Regions from separate parts of the Hordeum vulgare genome. Here region 1 is linked to region 2. A link is a contact called in public Hi-C data. All regions are on one chromosome and are shown on one strand. The core of a region is the stretch at or near the end of the contact, and the rest is flanking DNA. Distances in the headings are between cores, read along the strand shown.

Region 1 (6,537 bases), core at 3,099-5,598, 150 kb after region 2:
GGTGGCTCCTCCAGTGGTGAATCGGGGACCTCGGTAGCGCAGGACAGGCCGTCCTGATCCCCAGACGCCTGAGGATTGGCTGCTGGCGGCTCAGCGCTGTCAAGGTTGTCCCCCTGCGCGCACGGCGACACGCGAGACTGGGTCTTAGCAGGCCCGGCAGCAAGAGGGGTGTGGGCAGGCGCCAATGAGCGAGATCCAGCTGACGGTTCGGCAGGTACCATCGCGAGGGAGGGAGACTCGGTCGGCCTAGGATCCGCCGCGGCCGCAGCCTTTGCCAGCACGGCCTGAATCCTTGCGTGCCTTTTCTTTCCCCCTCGCTTTCCTCTTTTGGCTCTGCGACGAGGGAGGTGGGCCCCAGCCAGAGCGGGCCAGGCATCCATGCATCTGCCCGAGGAACGTACGAGCGGTGACGCCAGCTCGACAACGGAGGCGCGGGGCAGTTATTATTTCAGCCATGGTCTTGTTTCTTCCACAAGGTGTTACTCGACAGTGTAGGTTTGAAATTCATGTGAGTAGAGCAGTAGTGTCTGTGTATCTCTGTTGCTGAAGCTAGTCAGATTACAGCCAGCAACAGGTAGCCTCTGTATCCATGCCCGAGACTATGAAATTGCTCCTTTTCACTGACTAGTCAGAACTTTTGACTTGTGTTGGCGCTGAGTTAGGTTTCACCATTCTTGTTATTACATCAGAGGATGTTCTAAATGACATTACTTGTAATTCATGGCCTTACGCTGGATTATATTTCCTATATACAGACATTACGGGACTCTGAAGAAAGCACCCAGCAGGACCAAAGCAGTAGCGGAGATTCACTACCTTTTACTACCACACACTGCATTGAGAAACTTCATGAGGATTTCGAGACCTCAATGTCCGATGACCTTCACACTTCGGTGGCGCTGGCTGCTGTTTCCGAGCCGTTGAAAGTCATGAATGATTTGCTGCATACTCGTAAGGTAAAGTCGGTGATAATAAACTTGTGGAGGTACATTTAGGATTCACTACTCTACTCACTGCAGGTGGTGTGTGCTGAATGGAGTTGCACTGCTCTTACACAAGGGCAGAAGTACTAATCGCCTTGACCACTTTTGTTTCCTCTGGCGTTGTGTTTGGTCAGGGAAAGAAGCAGGAGAAACGGCTGGAATCGCTGGCGGCCTTGGAAGAGAAAGTGAGAATGGTGCTTTCTGTCCTAGGGCTGATGCCTTCGAGCTACCATGAGGTGAGCGCCGTGTTGTCTGTAAACTGAAAACAGCGGATTGGTGGCCACCGTCGTGATGCTTTGGTTCTGGTGAAGAAGATAAATGTTTTTCCACGCTGTGCATTCTAGTGTTGATGCTCCACTGACGACGAAGACGACGACCTTGTGCTGTTGTTTCTCAGGCTCTGCAGCAGCTGAGGGGGAAGGCGCTGCGGAGGGCGTGCGTCACCGAGGAGCAGGTGCTGCAGAAGATTGAGGAGCGGACCGCCGCGAGGAAGGCGAAGCAGTTCGGTCGGTCGGACGAGATCCGGGACGAGCTGGCAGCCCTCGGCATCGCCCTCATGGACGGCCCCGACGGCACCGCCTGGAGGCCCTCCGTGCCGTCCTCGGAGCAGCCGGTGGCTGGCAAGAGCAGTACATGAACCTCCGGTGCGGCACGCTTGGGTCTTTGGACGGTTTTGAGACACCGCCAATTTATGTTAGGGAATCGTTTCCCATCCGCGCGCCGGCCGAACCGACGCCCCGGTCGCCCCCTCGTGCGCGTAGACCCATGCAACATTTTTCCCATCCGCCTGCTTCGCTGGTCAGTGGATGCAACATTTTTGTCTAAATATGTTGCAACAAGCGTCATATTTGCTGCAAATGTTTTTTATTATTTTTTATCCCAGTAAAAAAACTGCGTATACGTTTGGTTGCAACTCCAGTTCATCGGATTTTTTGTTACAATCGATCTTTTTACTTTTGTTACAACCGACATCATGTTTTGCTGCCGTTCACTAAAAAAGTTGCGTACACGTCACGTAAATATTTGCTACAACCGACGTTTGACTTTTGCTATCACGCTTCATCAACTTCGTTTTTTTGCTACGATCACTTAGATATTTTTTCTGCTACAAATTTTGTTTTTTGTTGCAACCGTTGAAAAAAATGTTGCATCGCATCAAAATTTTGTTGAATAGGTAGAAAAATGTTGCATGCGAATCCAACGGTACGGACGGTGCGGGATTGATGGATCCTGCGGCTCTCGCGCGGTCGGCCGGAAGTTTGGGCTGGCGCGCTGGCGCAGACCAGTCCCCTTTATGTTACTATCGAGGATCTCTTTGAAGCTCCTACCGAGGGAATATGAGCGAGTCCATGATTTGCAGAGCTGCAGTAGTGGTGAATGAAATGTGGAGAGACACAGAGAGTTTTGATGGATGCATGCAATGCAATGTGGCAACAAAAAAATCTATACCTAATAATAATAAAGCGGCTATTACTTTCGTCAGAAAACCCACCACGGTATTTTTATAAAAAAAAGCCTCTGTAATTTTTGTTATTTAACCCATGCTCCATCATCTATCTGCAACGTAAAAGGAAAAAACGATTCGCTGCAAAAATTATACCGTACGCATCGCCTCCTCCCGTCGATCGTGGGGCACCCTGGCATGTGGCCAGGCCGCCGCCACACCACTCGTCGCCGCGGCCGACCTCAACCGCCACCGCTGCCGATCTCAACCCACCCGCCTCCGCGGTCGTACCTCTCCCCGCTCACTGCCCCCGTTGCGGCACTCGAGCGCATCGCGTCGACCCTGGTCCATCCTGGCCTGTGCCCAGGCCGCTGCCACACCACTCGCCGTCGCGGCCGACCTCAACCACCACTATTGTCGATCTCAACCCACCCGCCTCCGCGGCCGTACCTCTGCCCGCTTGCTGTCCCTATTTCGGCTCTCGAGCACAGCTTCTGGATCAAATCAACGCGACAACTACAGTGACTGGGGATGATGTGTGTGCTCGGTGCAGAACGGCGGCGGCGCGCGGATAAGGCGCGGCGGAGCGAAGTACTTGCAGGTGAAGGCGGGCCTCCATGGCTCGCAAGGGGAACTCCGAGGTTATGGCGCGGCAACGGCGACTCCTTATGGCCAAATAGAGGCGCCTAACCCTTGCTCCCCTCATCGTATCCCCTCCTCCGGCAGGAACTCATCATCTGATGAGATCCCCTCCCCATGCCTCCAACCGTGTGCCAAGCACCGGCAAGAAATTTTGTTTTATGAGGATTTGTTTGCTGATGAATGAATGTATTGAATGTAAGATTGTATTGTTGTAGAGACAGAGAATGGAACATCACCTTCAGTTTGTCATCTGATTCCACATTCTCTACCCCATGAGTGAAATAAGATAACAGTCCATTGATCAATTCACGTAGCCTCTTTGTTTTGCTTTGCTTGTCCCGCTCAATTTCTCATCATGGTGGAATTAACAATGGACGAGTTGATTTCTCAACAAAATAGGATAGGACTCACTACATTATTTAGTTAGCTTATTATTTTAATAAATCAAAATGATTATAAAAAGATTAAAAGCGTGTGGTATTTTTTTCTTCCATTGCAACGCACGGACCCATTTGCTAGTTAAGCCAGAAAGTCTATCTATCTATTCGTATACTCCCTCCGTCTCAAAATAAGTGTCTTAAATTTTGTATAATTTTATTATAAAGCTAGTATAAAGTTAAGACATTTATTTTAGTACGGAGGAAGTAATATTTTGTGCATCTTCTGTTTCGTGGTAGCAAGGAGCCAAGTAGAGTAGCAACGGTTTGCACAAACCTGACCAAACGGGCCGGGCTAAACAGGCCGGCCCGCCAACCCGCCACGACGGCACAACACGGGCCGGCCCGATACGATTAAAACGGGCTGTGCCAGGCACGCGACACGCCTCGGGCCGTGCCTGGGCCTGAGGGCTGGGCACGCGGGCCGGCACGGCACGCCCGTTTATTTATATTTTACTTATATATATATATATATATATAATTAACCTAATAGGTCAAAATTGGTCCAAAACACAGCCCAATATGTTAAAATAGGCCCAAAAACAGTCTAACAGGCCAAAATCAGCCTAAAAAAAATTAAAAAACTAACAGGCTAGCGGGTCTGGCGTGTCTGGGCCGGGAGGCTGCGCCGGCGGGCCGGTACGGCACGGCCCGGCTAATAATCGGGCCCAGGCGTGTTGTGCCGTGCCTGGCACGATTATGGTGGGCCGGGCCAGGCCGGCCCGTTTGGCTAGGTCTGGGTTTGCACGTGACCCGTATCGGGGCATGGTCCCACCCGTCAGTGGGTGAGGGGCGACCCCAGCCACACGCTCGTCGCCGTCCCCTCTCGGCCGCGCAGGCGCAGCAGTGGGCACGCTTTGCTCCGCTGCCCATGGCCGCTCGTTCCGCCCCTTCGCCGCGTGTACGCCTCCCCTCCTCCTCTCCAAAACCAAACTCCGCCGAGAAATTTCAAACTCCACTGCAGCACGACGTCTAGCTCGGCTCGCTCCCGACTCCCGAGCGAAGCGGCCATGGCGATGGCGGCCTCCTCAGCGCTGCAGCCCGAGCGCTGCCTCCTCCCGCTCGCCGGGCCCCGCCGCCGCCACCAGGCCCTCCGCGTGCTCCCGCCGCGCCTGCCCGTCCTCCCGCACCGGCGCCGCGGGGCCGTGACGCGGTTCTCCTCCAGGGAAGGCGGGGGCGGGTCCGCGGGCGCCGTGGAGAAGCGCTCCGTGGTCCCGGAGGTCGCCGCGGAGAGGAAGGGGGGAGGGGATGTTGAAGAGGAGGAGGAGGGGGTGACGGCGGTGGCCGGGCCGCTGGAGCTGCGGTGGCCGCCCTGGGAGGGGCTGCCGGAGCGCTACAGGCTCATCGGCGCCACTTCTCTCGCCTTCGTCATCTGCAACATGGACAAGGTGCTTCCGCCCGCTCCGCTCTTACTGTCACTATTGCTTAAGCTTAATAATTAGCCTCTATCCAGTCGTAGGGACGGTAGCCTCTAATCAGACACACGCCCTGCGCTGGGCCGTGAGCCTCGAATCAGACACACGAAAATTGGGGGGGAGGTTGCGCCAAAGTGTTTACGGAAATGCACGCGTAGCATTTGGGCGAATGCTAATGCCGATCTGTTTATGATGAAAGCAAGCGATTGGATTGCCGTTTACCCACCGTGTATCTGCGCCGCCGCCGCCTAACAGGTTTAGATTCTTGGGGTGGTGTCTTCTTTCAGTTTTCCTCTTTCCCAGAGGGCGTAACTGTGAGAAACTTCAGCTCAAGGCTACCGGTTGGAATCGTCCTCCTATGACTTTGCTTAATGATACATTCCATACTAAACATGGTGTCAAGTTGGGCGGTCTCTGTTCTGGCATTCGTCTGCATCCATAGACCAGGTCTTTTTTGTCCTTGTCGATGTCCACCAAAGTGTTTCTGCACCATTAATTGTCTGCTCGCTGGCAAAGTACTCTATCTAGGCAGTTCAATTTTTGTTTCCTCGGGAATTCCTGCTGAATGCAAGTAATCTACCCTTTCAGGTTAACTTGAGTGTTGCGATTATTCCAATGTCACATCAGTACGGTTGGAGCTCATCGACTGCTGGCCTGGTTCAATCATCATTCTTTTGGGGCTACGCTTTGAGTCAACTACCTGGGGGCTGGCTGGCAAAATTGATTGGTGGAAGGTTTGTTTGGGGTAACAAAAAGCCTCCTGTGCATTTTATAAATACAAATACAAGGTTTTCTTTGATTTTGCATACACATAGATTTTTCGCATCATAGGTATAGTTATATTGACTGCTAGTGACTCTGATATTGCATTGTCCCAAATAAAAGTTAAATGTGATGATGGCTTGTTTCTTCTTAACCTATGCTATCTAACCAAAACCATCTGTCTGTATCATCTAAAGAATCTTTAGACTGAGTATTGTAGGCAAGGAAAAATTCAAAAAAACAGTTTGTCAGTTCTACATGCCTTTATAATGTTTTTTTTACCTCTTTTTTGTTTGCAGATTTTTATGTTACCGGTTTAGTTTGACTTTATTAAATTCTTAGCCACAAAAATCCAAAGGCATCAACCAACAATAGATGAATTAAGAAACAAGCATATAACTTGTATAGCAGGCGCTTCTTGCATAACTTAAAGGCCATCTCTTATAATTTGATCCTATGCTCTTTCCCATCTTATATTTCTCATATAATGCATATAATTCATTAATTTATTTTCGTATTGCAACAATTAATTTTCTTCTTCTCATATGCTAATTGCAGGACAGTGCTTAAGGCCGGTGTGCTTGTGTGGTCTTTGTCCACAGCTGTTATTCCTGTTGTAGCAGGATTCATGCCAGGACTTGTGCTATCAAGGATTCTGGTATACCTCTACTCATTAGTTAGCCTCTAGAAACTTGTTGTTCACATATGATCCGGTACACTTATCTTCTTTTTTGTTTTTTTATCGTATACAGTGGTTTCATTTTTGTATCAAGAACACACACCCTTATAAAGCATACTTTGATCCGAGAGTGATGGCTGTTATTATTTGGGTTAACGTTTCTGTGTATTCTGAG
Region 2 (5,936 bases), core at 1,054-3,553:
TTTAGTTGTTAATTTTATTATGAATATCAGAACATGATCTGCAGCAGCACAACTACAAGTCCAGTCTGCAGAACAACACACTTGTTCTGAAAATAACAGTTACTGAACAGATCGATATTAAACTACTAGTATTGCAAGACAGCTGCATTTTATTCATAATAATGTTCCCAGCAAAGAAACATAACTAAAAATCATGAGCTCATCGAAAGAGCCGCTATATGGAGTTTTTCTTTGTTACTTGTTACTTTCTTATATCGACAATATGCTACCAAAGATGCTTTGCTTCGTCCTACTACTTTGTATCCCCTATTATTTGCTAATGTGCTTTTCTGAACATATTCTGATGATACCACCTTCGAAAGCCAACACATGGCTGCAGAAACATAGCTTGTAGAGGCTCATGTAGGTTGTAGAGTGTTGCTTTATCTCTTTCTTGCAGATCATAACCTTAATAGTTCATTTTGTAGCTGCTTTATCTGTAGGCTGTAGTGCTGCTAACAATTTCTTTTGTTTTGCCAAAAAAATTGTAGCCTGTCAATTATCTTTCCTCTCATGCCTGCAAATTGATTTTATAGGAACTGAGGCTGCGCCAAGGAAAAAGGGAGCTGCTGGTGGCATGAACTCCTGGTGCTTTACACGTGTTGCTTTTTATGTAGAATCCTTCAAGAGGTGGGCGCTGCCTAGTTATTTCTGTGTCGAGAGGCAGGCACTGTCTACCCGGTGCTGCCTAGTTAAAAAGGACTGTAGAATTATCATATGGTAGAAATGTTGATGACTATACAAGTTTGCATGAATGGGAATTTGATAAGAATTTGGCTTGGTCTGGATTGCCCTACCGCGAACTTCTTATGCCCTTTTCATGTTAAGGCTTTGTCCATGGTTTGACTTCATGGGTTCTGCTAAGCTTCATGCACTAGCCAATGCAACCAAAAGTCCGAACTTATGAAAAGGGCTAAACAATCCACATATACACTTCAAGTCTTCAACACCCCCCCTCACGTGTGACGCGGAAAGTCAACACGTGGACAGACTCAGAGGTATGGCTCAAGAGGCCTATACGTGGACACATAGGGGGCGGCAGCAATTTTTGAATAAACTACGAAAGCCATGACTTGAACTGACCTTACCATGTTAAGCTTCATGCACTAGCCAACACAACCAAAAGTCCAATCTTATGGAAAGGGCTAGATAATCCAAATATACACTTCAACAGGTTCAATCCAAAAATGCGAAACGGATTGGATTAAGTAGGGTGAAAAAAACATACGGTTTGGTTTGGTCGGTGTTATAACTGATTTTTTTTGGATTGGACTGGTTTGGTTTGGATCCTGGAGGTACAGTCCTATGGGCTGGGTTGGTTTTGGTCTAGATTCTAAACTATTCTCAGATTTACAACCAACATTGATAACAGTGTAATCAAGTTGTATCATTCTTCATTCATCCATCGGAAACGTTCACATCTATAACCAGCAGCAATATATGGCAGCCAGAATAACAGGCCAAACGGCGAGCAGAATGCTTGCTGTCGGGACATGAGCCCGTAAGTACAAACTAAAACATGCCATGGCGACAAAAGAAAATGAAACTAGGGTTGTTTGGGTATGGTTTTGCTGAAACCGTGCTACTCTTAAACTGCCAAGGCCCATTCCAAGTCGAGAACAGAGCACTGGCTCTTGGGTCTTACACTAGGCTGAACTGACAAGGTTGCCCATCGTGGAACACCCCTAGGCCTTGAATCACTGATGCTAGTTAAGAGATGAGCGGCTGACCTGCATCTCTCCTCCTCGATGGCCGGAGGGCTGAATCGACGAGCGCGCCTGCCAGTTGCGACAAAGAAAACAGAGCACGGATTAGAAAAATCCCTGCTGGGTCGTCACGACACCGGCGCTCGAACGGAAAAAAGATGCCCCGGTGACATGATCAGGAATATTCTTATCTCATCTTAGACGCCTTGGTACCTAGGGATCTAGATGGTGTGGTGCCGTGTGCGCCCAGAAATCGTGGAGGTCGGTGGATGCTTGGCTAATCGCTGGACGATAGCAATCGAACAAGCTCGTACCTCCAATCGGCCTGAGATCGCGGACGGGGCGGAGGCGGCAGGGGGGCAGCGACCGATGTCGCGGCGAGGAGGGGGCGACGGCGTCAGGGGAGGGTGGAGGGGGAGGGGAGGGATCGAGGCGTCGGCGGCAGCTGTCCGGTGGTGAAGGGGGATTCAGTCAGAGCTGCGACGAGCTGGGGCCTGGGGATGGATTCGGCTGTGGGTTGGATTGGTAGGAAGGAGGATGAGGATCTGAATTATCATCTCTCTCAAAAAAAAAAAAAAAGGAGGACGAGAGTCTGGACGGTGCAGCACATAAGCATGTTTGGTTGACTGCATCAGTTCCGATCAGATCCACTTAGGCCGAAAAAACACGTTTAGTTGTAAATGGAAAGGGCATTGCTAGGCGCCGGCGCGCCGGTCCGAGGGCTCGCGTCGGTCGCACAGCAGCCGTCAGATCAGGGCCCCCTAACCGTCAGATCTCGTCGCGCGAGCCCCCACCGCCCGTCATCCTCGCACGCGTCGCCGTCCCAGCACGCGCCTCGCCCGCGCCGACGCCCCAGCACGCGCCGACCGCCTCGCCTGCGCCGACCGCCTTGCCTCACCTCCTCACCGCTGGTCGCCTTCACCGTCAGTCGCCGCCGGTCGCCGCCTCGGCCGCCCATCGAAGCACCATGGATGCAGCCCGTCGGTCTTCACCTCGTTTCGGTCGCATCTCACCCACCTATGTTGCAAACGCTGGATAAAAAGTTTCAACCGTGTGTAGAAAAAGCTTCAACCGTTAAGAAAAATAGCTTCAACCAAAAACTTCAGCGAGGGAAAGTTGCAAACGTTGACAGAAAAAGCTTCAACCATGTATGAAAAAAGTTTCAAACGCCGCTCCGACTGCAGCATCTCGCGTGGTCACTCCACAAAAGTTTCAACCGTGTATAGAAAAGCTTCAACCGTTAAAAAAAGCTTCAACCAAAAACTTCAACGAGGAAAAAGTATGATTTGCCTTGTAGCTTTTTATATGTATGATTGCAGCTTTTTTAATCAACGGTTGAAGCTTTTTTAAATAGCCGTTGCAGCAATTTTGAGTGACGTTTTGTAAACACTTGTATACGTGTGCCCCGGTCACGGAGGGCAGATGACGAGGACGACGGGCGAAAGCTGGATCCGGCGATGCGGACGGTCGACGGTGGCGGGAACTGGCGATTCGGGAGGGCCGACGGGGGCAGGGGCGCGCGGATGATGGGGCGCAGCGCACGAGCCGTTCGGGATGGGGAGGAGATCGCGGGCCGTTCAGGATGGGGAGAAGCGCGTGAGATCAACGTGTTGGAATTATGCCCTAGAGGCAATAATAAATACAGTTATTATTATAATTCCTGTATCAAGATAATCGTTATTATCCATGCTATAATTGTATTGAATGAAGACTCATTTACATGTGTGGATACATAGACAAAACACCGTCCCTAGCAAGCCTCTAGTTGGCTAGCGAGTTGATCAAAGATAGTCAGTGTCTTCTGATTATGAACAAGGTGTTGTTGCTTGATAACTGGATCACGTCATTAGGAGAATCACGTGATGGACTAGACCCAAACTAATAGACGTAGCATATTGATCGTGTCATTTTGTTGCTACTGTTTTCTGCGTGTCAAGTATTTATTCCTATGACCATGAGATCATATAACTCACTGACACCGGAGGAATGCTTTGTGTGTATCAAACGTCGCAACGTAACTGGGTGACTATAAAGGTGCTCTACAGGTATCTCCGAAGGTGTTAGTGGAGTTAGTATGGATCAAGACTGGGATTTGTCACTCCGTATGAACGGAGAGGTATCTCGGGGCCCACTCGGTAATACAACATCACACACAAGCCTTGCAAGCAATGTAACTTAGTGTAAGTTGCGGGATCTTGTATTACGGAACGAGTAAAGAGACTTGCCGGTAAACGAGATTGAAATAGGTATACGGATGCTGACGATCGAATCTCGGGCAAGTAACATACCGAAGGACAAATGGAATGACATACGGGATTATATGAATCCTTGGCACTAAGGTTCAAACGATAAGATCTTTGTAGAATATGTAGGATCCAATATGGGCATCCAGGTCCCGCTATTGGATATTGACCGAGGAGTCTCTCGGGTCATGTCTACATAGTTCTCGAACCCGCAGGGTCTGCACACTTAAGGTTCGACGTTGTTTTATGCGTATTTGAGTTATATGGTTGGTTACCGAATGTTGTTCGGAGTCCCGGATGAGATCATGGACGTCACGAGGGTTTCTGGAATAGTCCGGAAACGAAGATTGATATATAGGATGACCTCATTTGATTACCGGAAGGTTTTCGGAGTTACCGGGAATGTACCGGGAATGACGAATGGGTTCCGGGAGTTCACCGGGGGGGCAACCCACCCCGGGGAAGCCCATAGGCCTTGAGGGTGGCACACCAGCCCTTAGTGGGCTGGCGGGACAGCCCAAAAGAGCTCTATGCGCCAAGAGAAGAAAATCAAGAGAAAAGAAAAAAAAGGAGGAGGTGGGAAGGAAGGGGGACTCCCTCCCACCAAACCAAGTCCAACTCGGTTTGGGGGGGGGGGAGTCCTCCCCCCTTGGACTCGGCCGACCCCCTTGGGGCTCCTTGAGCCCCAAGGCAAGGTCCCCTCCCTCCCACCTATATATACGGAGGTTTTAGGGCTGATTTGAGACGACTTTTCCACGGCAGCCCGACCACATACCTCCACGGTTTTTCCTCAAGATCGCGTTTCTGCAGAGCTCGGGCGGAGCCCTGCTGAGACAAGGTCATCACCAACCTCGGGAGCGCCGTCACGCTGCCGGAGAACTCTTCTACCTCTCCGTCTCTCTTGCTGGATCAAGAAGGCCGAGATCATCGTCGAGTTGTACGTGTGCTGAACGCGGAGGTGCCGTCCGTTCGGTACTAGATCGTGGGACTGATCGCGGGATTGTTCGCGGGGCGGATCGAGGGACGTGAGGACGTTCCACTACATCAACCGCAAACTCTAACGCTTCTGTTGTACGATCTACAAGGGTACGTAGATCACTCATCCCCTCTCGTAGATGGACATCACCATGATAGGTCTTCCTGCGCGTAGGAAAATTTTTGTTTCCCATGCGACGTTCACCGGCAGTGGCATCAAGAGCTAGGTTCATGCATAGATGTCTTCTCGAGTAGAACACAAAAGTTTTTGTGGGCGGTGATGTGCGTTTTGCTGCCCTCCTTAGTCTTTTCTTGATTCCACGGTATTGTTGGATTGAAGCGGCTTGGACCGAAATTACTCGTACGCTTACGAGAGACTGGTTTCATCGTTACGAGTAACTCCGTTGCTCAAAGATGACTGGCAAGTGTCGGTTTCTCCAACTTTAGTTGAATCGTATTTGACCGAGGAGGTCCTTGGATGAGGTTAAATAGCAACTCATATATCTCCGTTGTGGTGTTTGCGTAAGTAAGATGCGATCCTACTAGATACCCATGGTCACCACGTAAAACATGCAACAACAAAATTAGAGGACGTCTAACTTGTTTTTGCAGGGTATGCTTGTGATGTGATGTGGCCAATGATGTGATGTGATATATTGGATGTATGAGATGATCATGTTGTAATAGAAATATCGACTTGCACGTCGATGGTACGGCAACCGGCAGGAGCCATAGGGTTGTCTTTATACTAACGTGTGTGCTTGCAGATGCGTTTACTATTTTGCTAGGATGTAGCTTTAGTAGTAATAGCATGAGTAGCACGATAACCCCGATGGCAACACGTTGATGGAGATCATGGTGTGGCGCCGGTGACAAGAAGATCGTGCCGGTGCTTTGGTGATGGAGATCAAGAAGCACGTGATGATGGCCATATCATGTCACTTATGAATTGCATGTGATGTTAATCCTTTTA

What was found. A called contact is a pair of places that touch in the nucleus more often than the background predicts.
Region 1: a Hi-C map of leaf shows a contact between it and region 2, with 2.4 times the contacts expected there. The contact joins the promoter of LOC123451940 here to the promoter of LOC123451938 in region 2. A contact is called at or near these places in 3 of 6 Hi-C or Micro-C datasets (leaf and seedling) and 1 of 1 datasets of contacts at active chromatin or transcription factors (embryo).

Annotation. Positions count from the first base shown.
Region 1 is chr5H:513,947,185-513,953,721 of MorexV3_pseudomolecules_assembly, forward strand. It overlaps LOC123451940 (probable anion transporter 5, chloroplastic), which reads left to right and starts at 4,349. Exons shown (of 15, transcript XM_045128505.1): 1 at 4,349-4,894; 2 at 5,510-5,655; 3 at 6,242-6,341. The coding sequence starts at 4,517. LOC123451939 (cysteine--tRNA ligase CPS1 homolog, chloroplastic/mitochondrial) reads left to right here. Exons shown (of 8, transcript XM_045128504.1): 6 at 756-956; 7 at 1,118-1,219; 8 at 1,381-1,896. The coding sequence ends at 1,620.
Region 2 is chr5H:513,800,560-513,806,495 of MorexV3_pseudomolecules_assembly, forward strand. It overlaps LOC123451938 (protein PEROXIN-4), which reads right to left and starts at 2,304. Exons shown (of 6, transcript XM_045128503.1): 1 at 1,959-2,304; 2 at 1,770-1,817. The coding sequence starts at 1,775.